Linked DNA regions of Rattus norvegicus: all the other regions are linked to region 3. Evidence: chromatin contacts called from public Hi-C data. All regions are on one chromosome and are shown on one strand. The core of a region is the stretch at or near the end of the contact, and the rest is flanking DNA. Distances in the headings are between cores, read along the strand shown. Region 1 holds the start of Igf1r (insulin-like growth factor 1 receptor). Region 2 overlaps Igf1r (insulin-like growth factor 1 receptor). Region 3 overlaps Igf1r (insulin-like growth factor 1 receptor).

Region 1 (2,979 bases), core at 238-2,737, 180 kb before region 3:
AAGCCCGACCGCATTAAGGGCGACACGTGATCCAATCACTATTTTTAAAAGTCCACGTATTTCAAACTCCTTTCTCCAGCCATTACTGTTTTCTTCCCCTTTGAGGACCTGGCCTCCGCAGTGTTTGTTCGTTAGATGGCAGTCCCGGGGAAGCCTCAGGGAAACCTCTCCTCTGGCACATTCGAGAAATCCACCGAGGATACTTGGGCTGGTGCTAGTTTCAAGTCACTTACGGATCAAATGAAGCTAGAGGGACGCGGAGGGGAGGGGGGATATTAGAGGCAGGTGCGGGTGGGTTTCTGCAGTGGCCACCGATCCTTGGTGACGGCTACACATTCTTAAGATTGGGACCTGAGCCAGACGACGTTGTCCGGGTTAGGGTCCCCGTCCGCAATCCCCATCCTGGGAACCCCCCGGACACGCCCCCCAGCTGCGGGTTCCCGCAGCCCGACACGCGCTGCGGTCCTTCTCCGCAGCTGCCCACGTGGTGGAGCACCGACCAGCACGATGCGGTGGAGCGCCCTCAGGGCGGGAGAGGAATGGGGCTGGGAGGCCCCGCCAGCACGACCCAGCCGAGTCGGTCCCCGACTCGGGGCCCCCACATTTCCTCCCCGGGAGGGAGGGAGGCGACATTCCCCGGGCCAGCCCTCCCGGGCTGCCGCCGCGCCCTCTGGCGGCCGCCGCGGAGACGCGTCTTGGGCACGAGGGGCCGCCTGTCTGGGTCCCCTTTCCAGGGCTCGGGACCCGCGGTGGAATCGCGGTGCTTCGAGAACAGAGGCATGCGGACCGCACCCTGTCCGCTCTCTGTCAGCGCGTAAGCACCGGAATACCCAAGGAGCACCGCCACGGGCGCCCAAGCTTGGGGTGGAAAGTGCCTTGCGTAGCAGCAGTCTCTTCAGGGGTCCCCTTTCCCCCAGGTGTGCCCCTCCCGCCGCGTCCGGGCTTTCCACCACGCTGCGAAAAAATGCCGCATGCATGCACTTATTTATTTATTTTGCAACAGCTGCAAGAAACAATGAAGCTTTTTCACAGAGCGGGCCAGCGCGCTCACCAGCCGCGCTGTTGTTGTTTTCAATGAAGCTCCGGGGCCGCACTCCCCGCCCACCGCGCCCGCAGCCCGCCCGCCCTGCCGCCGCCCCCTTGGCCACCGAGTCCCGCCGGCGCCCGGGGCATTGTTTTTTAGAGTCCTGCGGGTGGGGAGGGTGCGGACAGGGCCGGCCGGCGCAGTGCGGGTGGGGGCGGAAGCGTGGGCGCGCGCGTGGCTCAGTGTGCGCGCGGGGGCCGGCGCGGGTGGAGGCGCGGGGGGCGGTGCCTCCTGGGCCCGGCTCCCCACGCCCGCGCTCCGCTCCACACGTCCCTGCGATCCCGAACTCCGGCTCTTGGCGACTGCCGAATCGGGGCCCGGCCCTCGGCGCGCCGGGACTGCGGCTGTAGCCGCTTGGAGTGTGCGCGCGGGCACGTGTGCGCGGCCCCGAGAGCGCGCGCGTAGAGCCCCCAGTGTGTGGCGGCGGCGGCGCGGTGAGGCTGAGGTTCTTGTTTACCAGCATTAACTCCGCTGAGCGGAAAAAAAGGAGGAGGGGGAACCGAGGAGGAGCGAGCGCACCGGGCGAACTCGAGAGAGGCGAGCGACAGGGAAGCCGCCAGCGAGCCTATCCCGGCGCGCCCGGCGCTCGCAGACCCTCGGCCCCGCTCCTTGGACCCTCCACGCCTCTCCCGTGCCTGCAAGAGCTCCACGGCACGCGGCGTGCTCGGCTTTGACCTTCAGCGAGCCGGAGCCCCCGCGCACGGAGTCGGCGGCGGGCGGGGGCCGACGCGGGGCGGCGGGAGCGCTGAGCGCTGCGCGGCCGCCGCTTTGTGTGTCCTGGATTTGGATTTGGGAAGGAGCTCGCGGCGGCGGCGCTGAGGGAGGAGGCGGCGGCGAGCGGAGCCCAGAGGAGGAGGAGGAGCCGGAGGAGGGGGAACCGCTCATTCATTTCCACTCAGCATTTCTGCCCCTCGCCGGCCTCGCCCGCGCCCGGGACTTCGGACCAGTCTCGCCAACTGCGTCGGGCTCTCCCGCCGCGTAGGCTCGGGTGGTCGTTCCCTCCGGGAATCGGGGGCGTTTGTCCCCGCCTGCGGCGATTTGGGCTTTGCTCCTCTTTCTGTACAGTTTTCCTCCCTCTTCTGCATCTCTGGGTTTGCAAATGGAGGCCGACGACACCGACAGCCCGCCCCGGCGCGCCCCGGCTTCCCTACTCCGCCGCCCCGTGGGCCGCTGCTGCCGGCGCTGAGGGGCCGCCCCGCGCCACCCTCCCTGTCCACGCCGCTTTCCGAGGATCTTCGCTCTTGTTTTTGGACGAGAGTGAGGACTGAGTTGAAGACTTTTTTCTTTTTTTTTTCTTTTCTTTTCTTTTCTTTTCTTTTTTTTTTTGAGAAAAGGGAATTTTGTCCCAAATAAAAGGAATGAAGTCTGGCTCCGGAGGAGGGTCCCCGACCTCGCTGTGGGGGCTCGTGTTTCTCTCCGCCGCGCTCTCGCTCTGGCCGACGAGTGGAGAAAGTGAGTATTTGCCCGCCGCCCGCGGCCACTGCGGGAACTTTTCCTCCGAGGGGCTGCGCCCTGTTTGGGAAAACCCAGTTGCCACGGGCGCAGCTGTCGGACTCCGGGGCTCGGGAGCGGAGGGTGGGGCTCTCCCGGAAGGCCAGAGCGGATCGGGGCCCGAGTTCACGGTTCAGGAGCTCCAAGAGCCTGAGTTCAGCGCATCTGCGCGCGGGAAGGGCCTCGGGGCTTTCTCTTTCGCTGTCCCAGGAGCGCTGTCCCGCACGCGGCCTGGTGGGTGGGCAGTGCCTCCTCCCTAGCGGGTCAGGGGCAGCCTACTCCTGGGCACTTGGTGGGGAAGTTGGCATCTGGGTGTCTCCGGGAGCCCCGCTGCCCTCGTCTCCCCCCTCCGGGGCGCGCCACTTGGCACCCCAGCGCCCATCCAGCGCTGCGCACCATGACAG
Region 2 (2,962 bases), core at 214-2,713, 130 kb before region 3:
GCCAAACCCGGCTTCTTTCCTAATGCAAAAGCTTCATTGTGTTGGATCTCGCTCTCAGAACTGGAAATGGTTGGTTCCCCAGTGTGTGCCTTACTCCATGGTCCCATAGTTAAAATATTAATTAATTAATTAATTCTGATTCTGCTCTGTATCTTTTATTTGCAACCATAACCCAAGACTGTCCCATACTTCTGAAGGGAAGTTGATCAAAATTGAAAGCATCTCTGTTAAATGGATAGGGTATTGATAATCTTGGGGAGGGGAGGAGTTGGGTAGATTAGCTGGCGGTTTTGCCAGCTTCCTTTCGCTTCATCAGACTAGCAATTTTGGGGTAAGAGAATGGAGGGATCGCTAATGCTTAGTCAGTGATGTAGCCTTCAGCACATCCCTGGTGACAGTGACACCACACTGGCCTGACATCCCTGTGGTAGCAACAGCCTGTTTTACAGGTGAGGCACTTGAGGCTTAGAGGTGGAGTTTGTCCACTGGAGGGCATGAGCCGACAAAAGCCATTCTGAAGGACATTCTGGGCTTCAAACTCCTGTTAAGCGACTTGTCACTCTTCCTGGACCCGGTGCACATGCTGAGCGTGAAAAGCTCTTTTTTTGTGTATCTCTTACACACATTGAGACACCCAGCTTTGGAAGGTTTTCTCAGTCAGATAGTTTCCATCAGCCTTTCTCCTATTAAAAGTTATTTCTTTTTAAAGTTCTCTCTCTCTCTCTCTCTCTCTCTCTCTCACACACACACACACACACACACACACACACACACACGCACGCGCGCGCGCGCACACGCGCGCGCGTGTACACTGTCACCATCTTCAGACACACCAGAAGAGGGCATCGGATCCCATTACAGATGGTTGTGAGCCACCATGTGGTTGCTGGGAATCGAACTCAGGACCTCTGGGAGAGCAGTTGGTGCTCTTAACCTCTGAGCTATCTCTCCCTATTAGAAGTTCTTAAGAACTGATGTTCCAAATCTGTGTAGATTGCTTCTACCATTCCCTTGAGTTTGACAGAATGAAAGTTCTGCCAGTTGACTTTTAGGAAATACTCAGGAGATTTTGGAAAGACTGGCCCTCCCACCTGAAAAGCTTTATTTAAGGTGATATCTTTGCAGAAGTGAATTCTGGCCCCGGGCACCATACCATCTATTTGCTTCTGCTGTCCTCGTTTCCAGGTTGGACTTGTCCTCGTTCCCAGGTTAGACCCTGCAGGGTCCTCCCTCAACTCCTCCCACCACTGCCCTTTCTCCCTGTTCTGAGCAACCTTCATTTCCATATGTTTTCACTATTCTTTGCTGGCCACCTGGGATCCTACATTTTTCAAATCTATCTTATATCCTGAACGCGAGCGTTAGGGTCTTTTCTGGATCTGCCAAGTAGCTGTTAGCTTTGAAAGGGAGGAAGTGTTTCGGGACTGCGTCTGTGCCAGCTGCGAGCCGAGGGCGTGTCTGCCTCACATGCTTTTGAGTGTTTTCTCCCTCTGCGTGTGGATTCTTTTGACAGGCAGGCTTGCGACATTTGCTTTCCTGTTTGCGGCTGGTGCCTTTGAACACTACTATCATTCACAGTCCAGCTTGATTACTCTCTTTTTCTGTCACAAAACATCCGAGTCGGTCAGAATCCAAAGCGGCCAGTTGCTGGGCCCTGCCTTGTACTTTGTGGCTTGGGCTTGTCTCCTCTTCTGACATAAGGGGGTAGTTTCTTCCTATTTTCCCCTTTGTTCTATAAATGGGGATGGGGGGTGTAAATAAGGAAACGGCTCTTCATTCCAAGGAGCTTCCAGTCCCAGCTCTGTGTGACATAAGCTGGCAGGAGGGAACGGGCCCTTTGCACTGTCCTTGTGTGGATTATATGTGAAAGGCACTTTAGTTATATCTTTTTCTGTTTCTTTGCTTGGTCCTGAATTTTTATGATTGGTTGGGAAAAATACCAAATTACTTGATACCTAATACTTTCATGGTATGACCGAGCACAGGTTGAATGCAAGGGATGAGGTTCAGTACTCCTGTGAAATCTAAGAGCAAATTAATAACACTTGATTTACAGTAGTATACAAGGAATATGATATTTTAGGCTGGGCACAGGAACACCCTCCCCTCCCCCCAATTTCTGATGAGTGATTTGGTACCATTATTCTCCTGGGCTTTGAGTCATTGAGCGGAGGCTGGTCAAACGTGAAGTGGAGAGATGAGAGTTGGGGAAGTAGAGAGGGGAGCTGAAGAAGTGTTGGGGGAACTGTTAAAGCGCAGGCATTGGCACAGAGCACCTCTGTGGAGGTGATGTTTGAAGAGAGACTGGGGTGGTGCGTGAAGAGGACCCCTGTGAAGGCAGCAGGCCATGAGCAGGCAGGAGCCGAGCCTGTTGGAGGCTAGAGAACAAGTGGGCTAAGCCAGGATGTGCTAGAAGATGAGATAGAAGTAGATGGGCCTGAACTCTTACAGAACCCTGCTCCCTCCGTCTGTGGTCAAGCATGGACTGGGTGGAGGTGTGCGCTGGAGGAAGGTGTTGCTGTCACTCAGGCTAAAGATGACAGTGGTGAGGTTGGAGTTGCAGAGATGAAGTGACAAAGACAAGGTGTCTCAGTTACGGTTTCCATTTCTGTGAGACACCATGACCGCATCTCTTATAGAAGACAGCATTTAATTTGGGGCGGCTGACAGGTTCAGAGGTTCATTCCGTTATCATAAAGGGCCCCCGCATAGCAGTATCCAGGCAGGAGGAGCTGAGATTTCTCCATCTTGATTTGAAAGCCACTAGAAGATTGACTATCTCAGGCAGCTAGGAAGAAGTTCTCAAAGCCCATGCCTACAGTGACACACTTCCTCCAACAAGGCCACACCTACTCCAACAAGGCCACACCTACTCCAACAAGGCCACACCTACTCCAACAAGGCCACACCTACTCCAACAAGGCCACACCTACTCCAACAAGGCCACACCTACTCCAACAAG
Region 3 (3,010 bases), core at 352-2,851:
AAACTTTCAGGGGCAGGCATGCTCAGGATGTAAGGGAGGAGTCCTAGAAACATTTGGCAAGTTTGCAGTAGGCACTTAGTATGAGCCCATCTCCACTGAAGACCCAAATCAGAAGATAATACCATCCCAGGCCTCAGGAAGTTCAGGGTCTTAATGACGGTAGGCAGTCCTAGGAGCGGAGTCTACATACAGCATTAAAAACCCTATCAGAGACTTAGTGCTAGGAAAAAAATTTTCATTCTTCTGCAAGAAGTGGGGTAGCTGGGCCAGGGAGAACAGTGGAGAACAGTGGCCTCTCCTGGGCAGGCATGGGTAACGTCTAGAAAGCATAAAAACCAACGTTGAGTAAAAGGATGTGTGTGGTCTGGGCAGGGACCTGGGAACAGAACAAAGTGTCTGGAGGGAGGGTGCCTACAAAGCAAAAAGCTACTGGTTTAGGGTCTGATGCCAGGCTGCAAGGACCAAGGAAAGCCTAAATCCATGTTTTATACAGCAAAGGTGGTGTGGGGTGAGCATTTATGGGGGCTGCTTGTGGCATGCCCCATAGAAGACAGGCTGAGGGAGAACACCAACTAGGGCAGCAAAGGATAATGCCAGGTGGCCAGTTTGCACCAAGTTACCTCCTACAAGGTACCAGTTATCGATGTCTTGAGCATGGAAAATGGCAACATGGTCTCCGCATGTTAAAGTGTATAGCATCAACAAGCATCAGAAGTGGAGAGCCGGATTGGCTGGCCTCCTAGTTCCCTTTTGCATTGAGGGGACTTGCTCCGGATAGCGACTTGTGTAGACTTCTGAGCACGATTATGTGCCAGAGTAAGCAAAGCCCCCATCCTAGGAGCAGATGGTTTCCTCCGCCTGGGGTCCTGTAAGGATGGTGAGGCTGGAATGAGGGAATGGGAGATTCAAGCGAGACTGGCAGAAATATGAACAGGGCAAGTTAACCGCTTATTTCTTACCAGGTGGTCCCAACACCATCATGTCTTGTTTCTTTTTGTGTATGTTCTCCATTCCCAACCGCTCTGAATAGGCTCAGAGCTCCTAAAACTTGCTATCAAAAGATGTAGCTGGGTGTCTAGTACACCAGCATGCCATTAATGGCGTATTGTGTACTGCAACAATTTTAGTGTGTGGTTTAAAGCAACTTCATAAAAGACAAATTTAAAATTTTATTCGACAGTGAGAAGGGGGCTTCTGGACAAAAGGGACTAAATCGGTTATCATTCCTTTGGAGAGTTTTTCAGCCCTACATGAAGAAGAGAAAACGATGAAAACAAAACCTTTGAGGTTCTACACAGAACAAAAAAACGATGTGTCGCTGAAAGTCAGCAGTTCTGGCGCGGGGGCTCCAAATGACGCCTCCAGGTGCTGACTTTTGAGGGCACCCCCTTCTTGCCCTCCCTGCTGCGGCAGCCGAGGTTCCTTTTGTCTCGGGTGCTTCCCCACCCCGCCCTGCCTGCCAGAGGGAGCTGGCATCGCGCGCCCTCCCCACCGCCCCTGGACCAAGGTTGTTTACTACTTTCTACTCGGAATAACACGCCAATCACCAGGGCCCGCCCTCCCTCTCAGCCAATCGGTTTGTTGGGAAATTCCACCTTTCCAAAGGGCCCAGGCAGTGATTGGCTGGAGGACTTGTCAGTCAAGTGGGCATCCCGCAAGGATGCAGCTGGAGTATTAGGGACGCGATCACCAGAGCCGAGGAGGAGTAACCTTCCCATAAACAAGATGGGGGCCCCCCAAGAAAGCACGGATTGGGGTTGGGAGCTGAAGCCCAGCCCAACCCCGGGGCCCCACCGGAGCCGAGAGGGCCGAGCGCAGAGCCGGGGAATCCCTCCCTCCGCCTCCCGCCCTTGCTGCAGTTGTAAACACGCTTCCCTCCATGTCTGTTTTTCTTTCTCTAACCGTGGCCATTACAGGCTGCTGTTTACAAAAATCCTGCAGGGTAGTGCTGTTCTCTAGGATCCTGTCCTCCATTCCCCTTGCCCCAGGACCCTTTTTCATGCTTTTCTTTTCTTTTCTTCCCGCTGCTAGGCACAAACTGAAGGAATCTATTGGGTCGTGCAAGCTTGTTTTCCTTTTATTGCTGCAAGCAAAGCAAGTCATGCTGTAGCAGCAGCACCATTTCCCAGGAGAACGGGCTGGCTGGAGCACCATGCAACCTAAACAGGCGCCGCTCTAGAAGGACTGGCTGGGCTTTTGTTGTTGTTATTATTATTGGTGGTTTGAGTCAAGCTAAATGTTATTTTGATTCTGCATTTTCTTCCAAAATTCGTCTTGAAATCTATCCCCACTCACAGGTTTGGGATTTACACCACCACCCGGCGCACGCCCCTTTCCATAAAGGCAGTATTGTGTTGAACTAAATGTTTTTTTCTACCTTCTCTGATCTGAATCAGGTTTCCCATTTCTAGCAGCACAATGTAGTTGTATTCTGTGTGGTAGGGGCGTAGTGGACATGAATTATTTGCGACAGGGTTGCCTGAAAGATGTGGGGTGGAATTTGCGTGGCGCGGAACAGTTCCAGTGCCCAAGGTTCTGTTACTCTGGCTCCAAGCAGGAAGCGCAGGCAATATGGCAAAACACAGCACGTGGCATCCCATTCAAAAACGCTCTTTTCTAGAAGCTAGTGTTGCAGAGGACATCTGATCTTGCCTGGCTTTTTTCCCCCTTTCACGAGCAGAAAAACTAACGTATGGAAATTTGTTGTAGATATTTAGTAGGAAATTAAGCCGAAAGACATGGTTTGGAAGTTCTGGTGAGAAGCTGAAGGACCTTGTGGACATGCTTTACAAGATTTACGGTTGTAGGAATTGTAACCTCAACAGAGGAGGCCTCAGACCTCTGGGCTCCTCTGGTCTCACACCCTGCAAAGTTGTGGAACCCTTGAGGACCTTAGGGAACATGCTGAAAGGGAAGGCGGTTGCAGGAAGAAATGTGGGTGGGCCTAGTATGTCCTGGCCAGGATTGGATTCCCAGGAGTAGCTTCCACTACCTGTGTGCGTTTGTGAAA

What was found. A called contact is a pair of places that touch in the nucleus more often than the background predicts.
Region 1: a contact with region 3 is called in a Hi-C map of liver, with 9 times the contacts expected there. The contact joins the promoter of Igf1r here to the enhancer-like site in region 3. A contact is called at or near these places in 11 of 12 Hi-C or Micro-C datasets (the A7r5 cell line, the Rat2 cell line, Schwann cells and 6 more) and 1 of 1 datasets of contacts at active chromatin or transcription factors (oligodendrocytes).
Region 2: a contact with region 3 is called in a Hi-C map of Schwann cells, with 5 times the contacts expected there. The contact joins two enhancer-like sites. A contact is called at or near these places in 2 of 12 Hi-C or Micro-C datasets (Schwann cells and mammary epithelial cells).

Annotation. Positions count from the first base shown.
Region 1 is chr1:130,958,510-130,961,488 of GRCr8, forward strand. It overlaps Igf1r (insulin-like growth factor 1 receptor), which reads left to right and starts at 1,488. Exons shown (of 21, transcript NM_001414181.1): 1 at 1,488-2,536. The coding sequence starts at 2,443.
Region 2 is chr1:131,007,063-131,010,024 of GRCr8, forward strand. The region is part of intron 1 of Igf1r (insulin-like growth factor 1 receptor); the gene reads left to right. Among named protein-coding and RNA genes, the nearest start is that of Igf1r, 49 kb to the left of the region's middle. Within about 2 kb of position 1,464, at least 10 of the 93 cell types and tissues checked have an H3K27ac peak or open chromatin away from gene starts, as enhancers often do. A contact at or near this core is called in Schwann cells, where this site is marked.
Region 3 is chr1:131,141,015-131,144,024 of GRCr8, forward strand. The region is part of intron 2 of Igf1r (insulin-like growth factor 1 receptor); the gene reads left to right. Among named protein-coding and RNA genes, the nearest start is that of Pgpep1l, 140 kb to the right of the region's middle. Within about 2 kb of position 1,602, at least 85 of the 93 cell types and tissues checked have an H3K27ac peak or open chromatin away from gene starts, as enhancers often do. A contact at or near this core is called in the A7r5 cell line, Schwann cells, liver and 1 more, where this site is marked.